3 separate regions of the Mus musculus genome follow, and all the other regions are linked to region 1. The links are chromatin contacts, called in public promoter capture Hi-C maps. All regions are on one chromosome and are shown on one strand. The core of a region is the stretch at or near the end of the contact, and the rest is flanking DNA. Distances in the headings are between cores, read along the strand shown. Region 1 holds the start of Slc35d2 (solute carrier family 35, member D2). Region 2 holds the start of 1700024I08Rik (RIKEN cDNA 1700024I08 gene). Region 3 holds the start of Cdk20 (cyclin-dependent kinase 20).

Region 1 (5,152 bases), core at 1,659-4,158:
TCCTTACTTCATTCATCACAGTGCTAACATGCTGGGCTGGGGAGATGGCCAAGTGCTTGCTGCAGTTAAAATAGGGAAAAGAGAGAAACTGAGGAAAGATCCCAGTGTCAACCTCTGGCCTCTACCTGTGCTGCTGGGATGAGTGAGTGCATCTGTATACATATATGTGCATATGCATATACTGACCTTAGATCTCAAACCAGGACAAATGGCTAACTGGGTTGCTTATTAACATATCAAAGCAGACTGGCCACTAGGTTCTCTCAGCATCCCTCAGTTCCTACCTGTTGCAGGGTCCTGGTTGGCATACCCTGCCCCTACCCTGAACTCTCCAGTCAGAAGCTGGGTTGCTTTTCCCTATATAATACAGACATTTTGGCCTTTTAGTCTCCTGGCTTTTCCCTCTCCCTCCCTCTCCTCACTTGGGCATGGTTCAGGGTCATGTTTATTCTGGACCCTCCCAGATGTCTCTGCCTCTGGCTATATCTTCCTTTTGTCTACAACAAACCATCATACCTAAGAGCACTCATGTCCTTTTTATTTTATTTTTTTATTAAACTACATTAGTGGAGTTAATTGAAAAAGAAAAACATTTGTTATGCAGTGTTTGGGTGTGTGCACACACACAAGTGCATGTGCTATATGGCTCGTGTGGAGATAGATAGCCAGAGGATCACTTTTGTAATTGGTCTCTCCTTCCAACGTGTAGGTTCTAAGGATCAAACTCAGGGCTTCAAGCTTGGTAGCAAGTGTCTTCTATACTTTGCTAACCTGGTTAGCAAAGATGAATGAGGTTCTGGTGTAGTTAATATTAAATATTGCCAGCCCTATCTCAGGTCTTAAATTAGGGTAATGAGTGGAGATTTCCTTTTATTCAAGGGTGTGGTGTTTAGAATCATCCTTCGAAGGACCCATTAGGTTTTCTTTTCACCTGAGTTGTTTTTGGTTGATCTTTCAAGGTTTCCCTGCCCTGATTGTCAGGTCCAAAGAGTACCCCAGTTTCCCTCAAAAGGGCACTGATCAAAAGGGCACCAAAATTGAGTCTAGGCCCAACTCAACCTGGACTATAGGAGGATTTTGGCAGTAAGATAAAAGCCAGCATTCCTCAGAAGGGACGTGTGGCTCCATTGACATGTTTCTGTGATGCATAGGCCTCCAGGCTCCCTCAGTCTCTACCTAGTCTCCTGCCTGCCATGTCCCCTCCAGCTCCTCATCCCCTTTATAACCTGTTACTCTCTTTTCCTGTTCTCTTGCTCTCTCCTAGTGCTCTCTATGTTCTGTTCTCTCTCTTGCTATCTCCACTATCCCCTCCCACTTCCCTGGCCATGCCTAGACTGCTTGCAAGTCCATCTTCTTTCTTTTTTTTTTTTAAAGATTTATTTATTATTATATGTAAGTACACTGTAGCTGTCTTCAGACACACCAGAAGAGGGAGTCAGATCTTGTTACAGATGGTTGTGAGCCACCATGTGGTTGCTGGGATTTGAACTCTGGACCTTCGGAAGAGCAGTCGGGTGCTCTTACCCACTGAGCCATCTCACCAGCCCCATCTTCTTTCTCCTTCTGCTCTGGGTACTTTTTTTTTTCTTCTTTTTTTTTTTTTTTTTTTTCGAGACAGGGTTTCTCTGTATAGTCCTGGCTTGTCCTGGAACTCACTCTGTAGACCAGGCTGGCCTCGAACTCAGAAATCCGCCTGCCTCTGCCTCCCAAGTGCTGGGACTAAAGGCGTGCGCCACCACGCCCGGTGTGGGTACTTTTTCTTAACCTACAACACACCTCAGTGGTACATGATGGAGAGAATGGTCATGTTGGCAGTTTTCTGTGCCCCTTCAATACCCCCAATGCAGAACACCCAGAAGAGATACACACAGATGGACCGGGGACACCTCCATGTTCTCCTATCCAAACCAAGCCGCTGATCTCCCCTAAGCTATGGATTGTTTGTTTCTGCTGGCATTTATCCAACTGCCAGGAATCTTCCCATGGTCCAGGTTGAGCTGGGCCTATACTCAATTTTGAACCAAGTCAGTGAGCCTGCGCTTTGGCCACGGAATGAGGAGCCCTTTGGACCTAACACTGGTGTGTGCAGTCAGAACTCAAAAAAACACTATTTTGGCTGTGGAATGCAAGTTAATACTGATCAAAGTGCAATACATCTGAACATGAGAACAAACTTGAGAGTCGTTCTACAGCTTTGAGCTTTTATTCACAAGAACCAGGGATCCTGGGGCTGCTGTCCTAGGGAGAAGTGGGCCTTTTGTGAGGGAGGCCTGAATTTACCAAAAGTGTCCAGAGGAAGAGAAGCCGAATACATGGCATTTATGGTGGATGCCAGTCTTAGGCATTTATGAACGAGAAACAGAAGCGTTCCGCACGAGCACTTGTCTTGAAGTATGCCTGGAAGCATTTTTAGTAATAGTTGTAAATTGGGAATTACCATCATGCCAACCACCGGGGTAGATGGGGGCGCTCTGAACACACGCAGGGAGGTGTAGCCCAGCACCACAGCTGATACACCCTAAGTACTCAGGGGGACTCTTGCCCTTTGTGGGGATGTTGTACTCAGATTTACGTGTTTGCTTGGTTCTGTTCATTTGTCAAGAACGCATCTGTAACTCACTAATCAGGCGCGTCCCGTAGGACATAAATTATACTTTTTAAAAACAAACAAACAAAAACGGAAACGAACCTCAGCCTTTCTGGGGGTGCCGGCTAAGGCAGTTTTTCGGCTTTCCCGGGAGGTGGACACCTCCAAGGAGAGAGCGCACTAGAAGCACCAGTGCGTGGTGCGGGGGTGCGGGGTGCGGGGTGCGGGGCGGGCCGTGGTCGGAGTTCGCGCCCAGGCTCTTCCTGTTCCTGCCGCACCCTCTTCCCGGGCCGCTGGGGGCGGGACCGCGGGCTGGGTTTGGGCCGGGCGGCGGAGGGCAGAGATGGAGGAGCCCAACGCGGCGCCGTTGCCCTCTCGCCTGGCCAGGCTGCTGTCGGCGCTCTTCTATGGCACATGCTCCTTCCTCATCGTGCTGGTCAACAAGGCGCTGCTGACCACATACGGGTGAGGCTGGTTATGAGGGATGCAGGGTGGCCGGGGCTTGGAAAGCCGAGTGTGCTCTGCCTTTACCAAGTCACTACCCAACAAAGTCCACTTGGGATCAAGAACATACACCAGCTGAACTTAAAAGCCACCTTTGCAAGCATTAAGTAAGTTCAGCAACTGAGAAAAAAGTGACGACTTATTTTAAGACAGGCATTCATCAGATAGTTCACGCTGGCCTCGAACTCAAATCCTCATGACTGAGCCTCTCTAGTGCTGTTATTACAGGTTACAACATCATAAACATAAATGTATTTTGAGCAAATCATTACCTTTTAATCTTCGTGGTGTTTTTGAGACAGGATTTCATGCACCCCAGGTTAACTTCTGGACTACCTAATAGTTTTCCTGTCTCCACCTTCCATGTGTGACACCACACCTGTTTTGTACAGAGGAAGCCACCCAAGGCTTTTCATTTTCACTGAGATACATCTCCAGCTCCAAGCAAAACAAACGAAACAAAACAAAAATGCATGTTCCACCGATTACATCTGGACTTGTGTGGTTTGTTTATATAGGCTAATCATCCATTCTCAAATAACCATCGTATTTCTGGATAATCAGAACAACTAGAAGTTTACAAGATCAGCTTTTTTTTTTTTTTTTTTTTTTTTTTTTTTTTTAAGATCAGAGTGGAATGCACCAGCAACTCTGTGCTTCTTTGAACTTATTTGTAAAGACTATAATAATATCCTATTTAATTCTACTCTGTGGTTGAATCCGGAGAGAACTGTGGTTTTAAATCTGGCCCCAGGGGTGATTGCTCCCTGGCCATACTTAGCATTTTCCTTAGATGCAGAACCTAGCTGACTATAAGCATGGTATTAACCTCCTAGGGCCTTGCCTGAGCTGCCACAACCCAGGGCTCTTTGTAAACCCCACAGTTCTGCTTTTTTTTTTTTGTCTTATATTTGGGAAAACTCAGATCCATATCGGGTCCACAAGTTGTAAGTCCAACAGATACTATTGAGTACCTACTATGCTGATCCCATGGTATGTTGTGGAAAAAATGGTATAGACCATGTGGAACATCTTCGATGGAAGTTCTACTTCAACAACAAACAGGTTCAAGAACTGATAAAGCATTGCAGATGTGACCCAAGAGAGAAGAGGGTCAGAGGTTGGGGCCAGAACATCAGGCAGAAGAGAGCAGCAAGAGCTTGGCTTCCTGGAAGAGCAGAGAGAAAGTCAACTTGGCTAGATGACTGGAAGGGAGTGACCAAGTACCAAGAAGACCCCCAGGAGAACTTTACAGGAGGGCGGGGACAGAGCCTTCATAAATTTAATGACAGTGTGTGCTCAGGATGTGACAGCCATATTCTCAGGCACATAGGTAACTGAAGTGAATAGAACAGGTAAACAAAACAAAACGCCTTAATTTCACATCCTAGTGTACCAGCAATAAGCCATTGAATGCCATTGAATGTGTGTGTGTGTATAGGTCAGAGGACAACTTTCAAGAGTCAGTTTTTTCCTTCCACTGTGTGGGTCTCAGGGATGGATTCAGTTTGTTAGGCCTGGCAGCAAGCCCCTTTCCCCACCAAACCATCTTCAAAGCCTAGTATTCATATGGGTTTGTTCACAGCTACCTATAACTTCAACTCCAGGGGATCTAACACCCTCTCACAAGCAAATGAATAAAAATAAATATTTATGAAAAAAACCCCACAAACAGTATGCTAAGTAAAATGAATATACACTTAAGCCAGTTAATACATATAGTATTAACATATAGTATGTACATAAAGTGTGAGGTCATAACGGAAAAAGAAAATGTCAGGGTGGTGGTGAGGCTGTTGGTAGTGTTTGCCTAGCATGCAAAAAACTGGATTCAATCTCTAGCACTACACAGTAGTGGACACCTGTCACTTGGGAGGTGGAAGCAGCAAGATCTATCAAGTTCAAGGTCATCTTGAGCCATCAGAGACCTTGGTTCAAAGTAAAATAAAATGCAAAGGGGCTGGAGAAATGGCTCTGTAGTTAAGAGCATTGACTGCTCCTGCAGAGGACTCAGTTTGGTTCCCAGCACCCGTAAGTTGGCTCACCACCATCCATAACTCC
Region 2 (5,152 bases), core at 1,471-3,970, 400 kb after region 1:
GTGCCACTTCCTTGGCCAAGCATATTCAAACCACTACACTGATAATGGACTGAACCTTAGAACCTGTAAGCCAGCCCCAATTAACTGTTGCCCTTTATAAGAGTTGCCTTGGTCATGGTGTCTCTTCACAGCAAGGGAAATCCTTACTAAGACACTGTTCTTACAAAGGACTTGAGTTCAGTTCCCAGCACCAACAGCAGGCAGCTCACAACTGCTTGTAACTCCAGCTCTCAGGGGTTGGGTGCCCTCTTCTGGCCTTCAAGGACACTGCATTCACACACACACATACACACACACACACACACACACACAGAGGGGGGTGCAAATATACATACATATATTTTAAAAATAAAAATAAATCTTTAAAAGAAAAAAATAAAAATTCCCAACAAGTGGTCACTATTTAGTGAGGTGGATATGCTAATTACCTTAATTTAATCATTATATATTATATAATTGAATATGTTATATACATCAGATTGTCATAATGTACTAAAGAGAGAAAGAGAGAGAGAAAGAAATCTGAAAGGAGCCATTGTTTGGAAATGATGGAGTCAACCATGAAAGATTTGCTTCAGGGTTTCTGAAAGCTTATCTCGAGGACTGTGAGGGTCCCAAAGACACCTGCCAGAGAACCCCTCTGCCAATAAGCTCCTGTGAGACTTGGGTTCTATGAAACACACATTGGGGAACACAAACTGAGGACACTCAGTATTTCCCCCTCTTCATATGACATCACTTTCAGGCTAGACAGAAAGCTTCCCTTCAGCCCTAAGTAAATACGATTTTCATAAATTTCTGCCTTCCTGGTGTTTTTTTAAGTCTCTCCTTGTCCAAGTCAAACCTGGATTCAGAATGACAATTTTTTTTCCTACTCTGCCAAAAAGCTCACACTCATACATTTATCCTCAAATATTTTCAGCCTTCAAAGTTTTAAAAAGAAAATAAAAAGCAAGATAAAATCCTGAAATTCCATCAGTTGTTCTGAAAAGCTTTAGCAATTCCATCCACCCCTGCATTCCATAGTCACCCTTAGACTATGCCCCATGTGTTTCTGGTTTCTCTCTAATTAGATGTTTAAGCTTCTTTTCTCCCGGGAGCCTGAACATGGTGTACACTCAAAAATCGCTGCTGTGGCTTCTGTAGCTCAGACGTAGGGAAAACTTTGGCCAGGACCAAGTCTGCAAAATGCTCCCATCCCAGGCACAATCGCTACAAACTACTGCAAGCCACACGTACATATCTTGGCCCAGGAAATGTAGGACATATTCAGCCCAAGCCTTCCACGTTGATGGGAAACATGGCAGGTGTTCCCGCTACTCTTTATCCCCAACCTGATAAGTGAGACCACAGAATGTAGGAGCTTGAGCCAGGACTATGAATCCGATCCCCTGACATGGTCTCACTAAAGAACTACTATTTGCTGAAGAAGACTGGGGTAGGGAGGCATCTCAGGGGGTAACCTGGGTTCCCAGTTCCTTCAGGCCTTTCTCACCACATAATCTCTCAAGTTTATACAATATTTAATTAAATTAAACAATTTCTAATTGTTTTTAACATTTGATACAAATTACAGAAATGTAAACCAACCTCTTCCCTTGGATTCTCTCTCCCTCTCCCTCTCCCTCTCCCTCTCCCTCTCCCTCTCCCTCTCCCTCTCCCTCTCCCTCTCCCTCTCCCTCTCCCTCTCCCTCTCCCTCTCCCTCTCCCTCTCCCTCTCCCTCTCCCTCCTCTCTCTCCCTCTCCCTCTCCCTCTCCCTCTATGTGTGCATGCACATATGTGTGCACACATAAAGCTATGGAATTTTTATAAATTAAAGGGACTTGATTATAAACCACATTTATGTATCTATTTGTTTGGTTGTTTGTTTGTTTGGTTGTTTTGTTTTTTTGAGACAGGATTTCTCTGTATAGCCCTGGCTGTCCTGGAACTCAGTCTGTAAACCAGGCTGGCCTCGAACTCAGAAATCTGCCTGCCTCTGCCTCCCAAGTGCTGGGACTAAAGGTGTGCACCACCACTGCCCGGTATATAAACCACATTTTTTTTCTTTTTTACTTAAAAATCAGCTTAACTCACATTTAGAGCATTCTTTAAAGGAGAAAGCCTTTCTAAAAGGGGTAGTTTGGCTTATGTTGATAGAACAGGAGAAGTTGGGCATAGTGGCACATACCTTTAATCCCAGCACTTGGAAGGTAGAAGCAGGTGAATTGCCGGGAGTTTGAGGACAGCCTGTTCTACATAATGAGTTCCAGAACAGCCAGAGCTATATACAGGGAGACCCTCTCTCAAAAACAAAACAAAAAACAGGAGGGTACCACCCCCACTTATTAATAAAATAAGAATATATACATGCAACAACTTTGAGTATTTATTGTTCTGTGCCTTGTGTGTGTGTGTTTTAAGTTCTTGCAACCAGCATGGAAAGTGAGTGTTACAACTTAATAAAGTTGTAACTTAAACTCAAGAAACTAAAGTTTCAAGAGGTTGATTAGGGAGGTGAAATTTTTCAAGGTAGATTCTGTAGAAAATGCAAAGCTGAGAAGAACCATGATTGCAGGCAGGCAGAGGGGTCCTGACCTGGACTGACCTGGTCACAGCAAAGCAAAGGACTGGTGAGGCACAGAACATCATCCATCCTTTATTACCCGTTTCTTTTATGACCAGGCTGCGACGTAGAGAGTTCAGCAGCCCTTGGGATCTTGTTTGCCCTTCTGCAAAGACATGTGACTAGGGCTACTTGCTCCGCCAGCCATAAGAAGTTTGTCTGGTAAAGTAAAGAGAAACTAAGTTATTGTCATTCAAGCAGAGATCCATGGTAAATGTATCCTTTAACATGTTTTGATCTAGAGGAGTCTCCAGTCTCATCATCACAACATCTCATCTTTCACACACACACACACACACACACACACACACACACACACACAGAGAGAGAGAGAGAGAGAGAGAGAGAGAGAGAGAGAGAGAGAGAGAGAGAGAGAGATTCACAAAGGCAACTGGAAGTGATGACATGAGCTGGAATGTCCCTCAAGTCACTGAGTTTAGGCTGGGCTGCCCTAGGGAGTCTTCAGGATTTTCTTTCATTCTTTATTTTCCTGCTCCCCAAACTACTTCTTTGTCTGTGGATCCCTCTTTGCCCTTCCTGTCTTCTACAGTGTCACTCAATGCTTTGCCTGAGATGTAAATGAATCCAAGGACACAAAGGGACAATGAGACTCGGTTACCTGAGGCAGGACGCCACCTGCACTCATTGCCCAATGCTGTTCTCATGTGTCCTGCCAATTTCTACCATGGGCATTAACCACAATGACCATCCCCCAGCTCCCTTATTCTGTGGCCCCTCTGTGTTCTCAAACTGGTGGCTTCTGAGGAGGGCTAAGGGGAGAGGCACCTGCATTCTTGTTGCCATCCATAGTAACTCAGTCCTTTCACTACCAACAGATCAGGGAGAAACAGCAGGGAAACAGAGCCATCCCAAGTCCTGCTCCTCATCATGACATATTAAGTACATTGTGGGTACATTGTGGATACATAAGGATACATATGGATGCATAGAGCAGAGGTAAGCATTCTTACAATTCATTAGCAACTATCCTAATGATTATATCTAACCTAAAAGACAGGACATTATGAACCACACACTATTTGTTCCAAATAGGCAGTGTGAGTTAAGAGTTAGCAAAAACCCTCTGCCAAACATTTGGATTTGTTTTATTTCCTCTCTGGTGCTGGTTCAATACAGCTGAATATTAGACAGAGATTTCTGCACACTGGCCATGTATTACATGCTTCAGAGGTAAGACGAAGGGAAGGTGGCATATAGTGTTATCATATAGGGACACAGCTGTGGCATGAGTTCTCATGACTTCTGCCATTAATTATAGCAAGGTAAATATAGCCAGATGGCTACCTGTCCTATAACACATATTTTCTCCATGGTAACAGAATTTAATGAATATGTGGACATTTATTATGCAAACTACATTTCCCAGACTCTGTTGCAGCAAGTATAGTCATGGGACTAAGTTCTGATGAATAAGCTGCAAAAGCAGGTATCATGTAACTGTTTCCAGACTCTTTAAGAAGTAGCAAGCCTTGCTTTCTCTGTCATCCCGTCCTCCACTCTGCTTTCTAGAACACAGAAGCCATTGTCTTGGACCACAAGAACAGGGACCACAAGCCCAGGAAGGGTACTGTGGAGCCATGAATAGGAGGGAGTCAAGAGACCTCCCTCTCAGAGTTGATGCCTTTGGCTCCTTTGGGCCACCCTTTCTTTTTGTCAATAAAAGTGCATCACAGCTGTGGTTTAGTGATGGCTTCTCTGTGCCACTTCCACCCTTATTACTTTGCTGCATCAATTTAGCATTCACTGTAGTCTCCCTGCCTTGTGGGATGACCTCCATTGTCAACGCTAGCTAAGGTTCAGCAAGTCTACCCAATGGCAAATCTTTCCCACTTCCATTCCTCTCCCAATACTATGCCTTTCACATTCACATGGTCATCATGGGTCCCATTGGTATCCTTTTGACTGACAGCCTCGCTTTAAAGGTGGAGCTAGGCTGGAGGTGGTTTGTCTTTTTCTCTTAGGCTCTGAAATGCCAGAATTAGAGCTTTTGCTCTGCAGCAGCAGATGCCACCTTAGATGCCCCGATTTGTAACCTTATCATACTCATTAAGTATCATACCACCACCTTCAGGCCTTTTATCCTTAAGCACATCTAGGTGCCTGCCACCATGGTGGTATAACAACTCACAACATATTTAGAATGATACATCTGAACTAGAACCTAGTGCCTTCTTCATATCCATTGCTTCTGGAAATCTCCCTTTGGCTGTATCTAATTTGTTTGGGGGTAGAGTCTCAATATGTAACCCCAGCTGACCTCAGAGTCACAATCTTCTTGCTTTAGACCCACAAGGGTTGAGATTACAATGTGTACCACCACAAACTGAGTGTTCAAAGGCTGAGAACGAATACTGTGGGCTTACATGTTCCTGAAGTAAACAAAACAAATTTCACCTCGACAGGTCAAAGTTGAGTTTATATAAACATAGCTGGGACTGTTTCTCTTCTTCCAGGTCTTGAGGACTCCAACAACCCTAGGAAGTACCCAGAAAATACCAGCCCTGTCTAAACCGAATAACATGTCT
Region 3 (5,152 bases), core at 1,178-3,677, 300 kb before region 1:
CATGCATCTGTGTGTTTGGATGTACCCATGGCTGAAGTCATGGGTCTTCTCTCCTTTTTTTTAAAGATTTATTTATTTATTATATGTAAGTACATTGTAGCTGTCCTCAGATACTCCAGAAGAGGGCATCAGATTTCGTTATGGATGGTTGTGAGCCACCATGTGGTTGCTGGGATTTGAACTCGGGACCTTCGGAAGAGCAGTTGGTGCTCTTAACCACTGAGCCATCTGGTCAGCCCTGAGTCTTCTCTTTAATTGCTCTCTACATTATGTGTCGAGGCAATGTATTCCTATTGAATTCAGAGCCTTCCCAATACACTAATCTGACTAACCAGCTTGCTCCAGGGGTCTCCTGTCCAGTACCTTATAAGTACTGGACTCACAGGTGGAGTATCGCACCCACCTGACATTCACCTGGATTAACAGTTCCCACCAAGCCATTTCCCCATCCCCTAGTTTTTTGGTTTTTGTTTGGTTTTGTTTTTGTTTTTTTTTTAATGAAAACTTGGGACTAGAGAGACAGTTCAATGGTTAAGAGTACTTGACGCTCCTGGAGAGGACCCAGATTTGGTTCCCAGCATCCACATAGTGGCTCACAACCATCCGTCTCCAGTTCCAGGGAATATGATGCCCTCTTCTGGCCTCAATGGGCACAAGGCACACACACAGTACACACACATAAACACATGCAAAATGTTCCTACGCATAAAGTTAAATATAAATTAATTAACCAGGTAAAATGGCAACGTCAGGACGGCTGTCAATCATCAGCATCCTTATGGGTCTTGAACCACCTGTCCCACACATAAGCTGCCTGGAAAGCCCTTTTATTTTCAACAACAACAAAAAGGAACCACCTTAGTGAAGGTTTTATTTTGGCAGTAAACCAGCATTGGAACAAATAAAAATACACACCTACATTCAGACAGTACACATGTTACACACAGTACACATATATAAACACATATCTCATGTTATAAAGATGAGGTATGAACACATATCTCATCTGCAGTAAATTTTGAGGCACACACCACTACACTTCACAATACAGGAGCACACAAACTGATTCCATCACACATAAGCTCTCAGGAATCAGACTGAGACCAATTCCTCAGTGTCACTAGTGCTGTGTACAGGCCAGAATTTTTAGGAGGCCCCAGGGGCATTCTGGCAGTGTCACTCAGCTGCAGACCCATGAGCTGATGATAAAAGCCAAGCATTCCCCTGTGCTTAACAAAGACCCTGAAGAGAAAGAAAGAAAGAAAGAAAGAAAGAAAGAAAGAAAGAAAGAAAGAAAGAAAGAAAGAAAGAAAGAAAGAAAGAAAGAAAGAAAGAAAGAAAGAGGGAGAGAGAGAGAAAGAGAGAGAAAGAGAAAGGAAGGAAGAAAGGAAGAAAGAAAGAGAGAAAAGCAGGGTGAACGGAGGGTGACCACACATGAAAGTCTTTAAGATATCCTTCAGAACAAAGTAGGGGCTCAACGGGTGCAAACTGCTGAGAAGTCAGCATGGTTAGGGGCATAATTTAATGGCCCAGCACCTGTCTAGCATAAGGAAGGTGGGAGAGCAGGTATAGGAAGGAAAGGAGAAAACAAAAAGAAACACACACAATAGTTAAAGGGGGGGGGATGCATAAACATATGAGCAATGGGTGTGTAAATGAGAGAGAATGGGAGGGTTAAGTACTCAGGTGAGAGTGGATCTGGGAGCATAAATAAGGAGTAAGCAGGAGGGGGCAGAATGGGGATTAGAAAGGACTCCTTTAAAGTGTATACTGGTGAGTAGAGAGGGATGGAAATGAATGAAAGTGGTCGAGAAGCTGCTGTCTTGGAACCTGCCACCGGTCTTGTTCACCCGAGCCCTGCATGACCACCTGAGCCCAGCCCCACTCACATATTGACTGTCCTCTATCTCCTGCAGAGCCTTGATTTCTCTGAGGGCCTGGTTAGGAATACCATCCTCCAGCCGCCGCAAGGCCACCTTCTTGAGGGCAACGATCTCGCCAGTCTGTGCAGGAAAGAGTGCCGACACTGCCAGAGACCTTTGGCAAGGTAGGGGCAGGGAGAGAACACCCCAGGAGCGAGACACCCCACAGAGACCCGCCCCTAAGTCGGGAAGATCTGAACCGACCGCCAGGGGTCGCGCTCCCGCAGTCCGGCCGCTGGAAGCGGGATCGCCACAGATGGGACCCCGCCAAGTATCCTAAAGAGACCTCTGAGGCGCGCCCGCGCGCGCTAGCAGATCTCTACACGGAAAGACTGCAGAGGGAGCGCAGTGGGCATCCCTCGGACTGCACGTGCGGCATGGTCTCACCTCTACGTGCTTGGCTTTGAAGACGATGCCGTGGGCGCCCTCCCCGATGCGACCGAGGATGCAATACTGGTCCATGTCGGCCCGCGGTGCCCAGATCCTACTCTACAGGGATCCAGCATAGGCTCCTGCAAGCGTTGCCTAGCAATAACGCGTCTAGCAGCTGCTCCGTAAAGCACGTGACCGGAAAGACCAGTGCTGAGCTCAGTCAGGAATCTGCATCCCCTCTAGGCAGCACCTTTCCGCAGCCTTCGGCAGTCACTCTATCGTAATCTAACGCTCCAGGACGTGGCCATAGCACCACGTGACAAGAAACGCTGGTGCGTGGGGCTGAGAGGGGCAGGGCTACGCATGTAAAGGGTGTGTTCATTCGCCCAGAGGCGGAGCCTCTGGTAGGGAGGTGGATCTGGTGGAAGACTTCCAGAAACCAGCAAGAGTATCAGGTGGCAGGCACTCACTCAGCCGCTCTCTACATTTAGGCCTCTTTGTAACTGACGCAAATCATTGTTGCAGACAAGCACAGAGCTGAGTCGTGGAGTGTCTTAGTTAGGATTTTACTGCTGTGAACAGACACCATGACCAAAGTAACTCTTATAAGGACAGCATTTAATTGGGACTGGCTTACATGTTCAAAAATTCATCCTTTGTTATCAAAGGAGGGAGCATGGAGCATCCAGGCAGGTATGTTGCAGGAGGAGCATATTCAACTGCAGGCTGCTCGGAGAAGACTCGCTTCCAGACAGCAAGAGTATTAAAACCCACTTCCACAGTGATACACCTACTCTAATAAGACCACACCTGCTAATAGTGCCACTTCCTAGCCCAAGCATATACAAACCATCACATGGAGAATCACTTGGGTCTTTGGTCCCCAAAGGGCATCATGAATCCAAGTACCTTTTTTAAAAAGCTTACTAGCACTGACGATAAAGCTCCTTTGGTGAGGTGCTTGCCTAGAGTGAACAAAAGCCTTTGGTTCGACTCCCTGTACCACCTATGTTGGTTGCTCTAAATCACATCTGCCGTCCCAGTACTTGACAGGGTCTTATTAATCTACACAGTGCGATGCATCCTGCTTAATAAGAGACCTTATCTCAAAATAGAGAGAGGTGTCCACAAGTATATGAGATGACGACCAGCACCCCTACTAATTAGGAAAAATGAAATCAAACCACAATAAGATATCTTACACCCTTTAGGATGATTACTATCAGGAACGTAGATGATAAACCTGATACAGTTGTTCTGACTATAACTCTTGTATCCAGCAGGCCAAGACGAAGAGAATCTCAAGTACGAAGCCAGTATGGACAAGGTTACCTGCTAACATGGTAAAGCTGTGGAGAAATCAAGACAGAAGAGAGGGGAGAAGAACCTACACTAACGTGGGAAGGCAAGGATGCCAAGAAATTACCACTTTTGTGTGCGTTTGTTAAAAAGTGTTTCAGGGGTGGTTGCTCACTCCCTACAATCCCAATACTAGAGAGACTAGGAGTTGCAGGAGGATTGCCTCAGGTTCCAGGCCAGCCTGAGCTACAGTGTGAGACTTTCTCAAACCCAAAAGAAACGAAACTTTTAAATAGAATATGAAACTAGCCAGGCTCTATGGACTGGCTGTGGGACCCTCTTCTCAGGGAATGAGATAAGTGAAAGTTTTTGCCATACCTGTGGCACACACTACGCCTAGGTTTAAATCAGAAAAAGGAAATCCAAGTGTGGACTAGGGGGTAGAGGGAGCGTGAGGGGGCAGAAGCCCAGGAATTTGAGCTTATCCTTGATTGTATGCTGAGTGTAGCTTTCATTGGCTAATTACCTCTGAATTAAGGAGATTGTAGCATTGATATCCAAAACTAATACACTGGGGTTTTGTTTGTTTGTTTGTTTATTGTTTGAGACAGGGGCCACACAGTATTACTCTAGCTGACCTGAAACTCACTCTGTAAACCAGGCTGGCCTCAAACTCACAGATGTCCACCTGCCTTTGACTCCCAAGTCCTGGGATTAGACAAGACTATTCTCTTTGAAAAGTTTGTCTCACCCAATATTGTGAGTTCCAGACCTTTGCTGAAGCCTTTCCGCTTTCCAAAGGGACATTGGCCCACTTGCCTTGCCCTTCTTCTCAATTCCCTCTGCCTTGCTAAAAAAAAAAAAAAAGTTAAATTACATTCCTAAAGCAAGCCACCAAGGTCTGGTTCCTTCTTGGCCAATTCTTCCTCCTGAGGCTGCTACCAGTGTCCAGCTATCAAAGTATTAAAGTCGGGAATTAAAAGCCCCCTTTGGCTCACCTAATTAACATGTCCAATTAAAATTAAACACCCCATCCTAATATGGGTTTTTCCCTTTACCTTTATAAACCACCATTTGCCTATGGGCCATGTCTGTCTTTTCTCTATCCAAAAGCAGTCCTTTGTCATCCTGGGACAAATATACTTGCCTCCTCTCCCCCTCTTCTCCTTCGTCCTCTATCTCCTGTCTTTGTCTCTTATCCCCTGCCCTCTGGGGTAAATAAATCTTCGTGTTAAGAATTTGGGGTCCTGAGGCAATAACTTCCCTTTCACTGTCAACGGATGTCAGTATCGTGAGCTGAATATGTATAAAGTTCTAAAAGAGTTTTTAAAGGGAAAGAAAAACTTCTTATACTTAAAAACAGAAAGCATCATCAGCCCCCTTCCAGGTAGTGCAGCCTGTGATTTCAGCACTTTGGGATGCTGAAAGGCAGAAAGATCATGAGTTCAAAACCAGCCTGTACTACAGAGTTCAATGTCTCAGTAGCTGAGAGAATTCTAAGAAAGAAGGGAAATCAGTTTTCTCCAGGGAGAAGTCCCCTAATAGGCTATCCAGTCCAA

The links. Promoter capture Hi-C pulls out the DNA fragments that hold promoters and counts their contacts. Capture Hi-C pulls out chosen DNA fragments and counts their contacts.
Region 2: a promoter capture Hi-C map of hippocampal neurons shows a contact between it and region 1, with 2.5 times the contacts expected there. The contact joins the promoter of 1700024I08Rik here to the promoter of Slc35d2 in region 1. A contact is called at or near these places in 2 of 39 promoter capture datasets (the 3T3-L1 cell line and hippocampal neurons).
Region 3: a contact with region 1 is called in a promoter capture Hi-C map of liver. The contact joins the promoter of Cdk20 here to the promoter of Slc35d2 in region 1. A contact is called at or near these places in 8 of 39 promoter capture datasets (the SN4741 cell line, cranial neural crest, embryonic stem cells and 4 more) and 3 of 9 other capture datasets (adipose tissue, liver and pancreatic islet).

Annotation. Positions count from the first base shown.
Region 1 is chr13:64,127,086-64,132,237 of GRCm38.p6, reverse strand. It overlaps Slc35d2 (solute carrier family 35, member D2), which reads left to right and starts at 2,908. Exons shown (of 12, transcript NM_001001321.3): 1 at 2,908-3,052. The coding sequence starts at 2,931.
Region 2 is chr13:63,731,866-63,737,017 of GRCm38.p6, reverse strand. 1700024I08Rik (RIKEN cDNA 1700024I08 gene) reads left to right here and starts at 2,720. Exons shown (of 5, transcript NR_126476.1): 1 at 2,720-2,816; 2 at 3,443-3,563.
Region 3 is chr13:64,429,828-64,434,979 of GRCm38.p6, reverse strand. It overlaps Cdk20 (cyclin-dependent kinase 20), which reads right to left and starts at 2,427. Exons shown (of 8, transcript NM_053180.2): 1 at 2,310-2,427; 2 at 1,890-2,003. The coding sequence starts at 2,384. It overlaps 1700015C15Rik (a long non-coding RNA gene), which reads left to right and starts at 2,544. Exons shown (of 3, transcript XR_873594.1): 1 at 2,544-2,626; 2 at 3,575-3,729.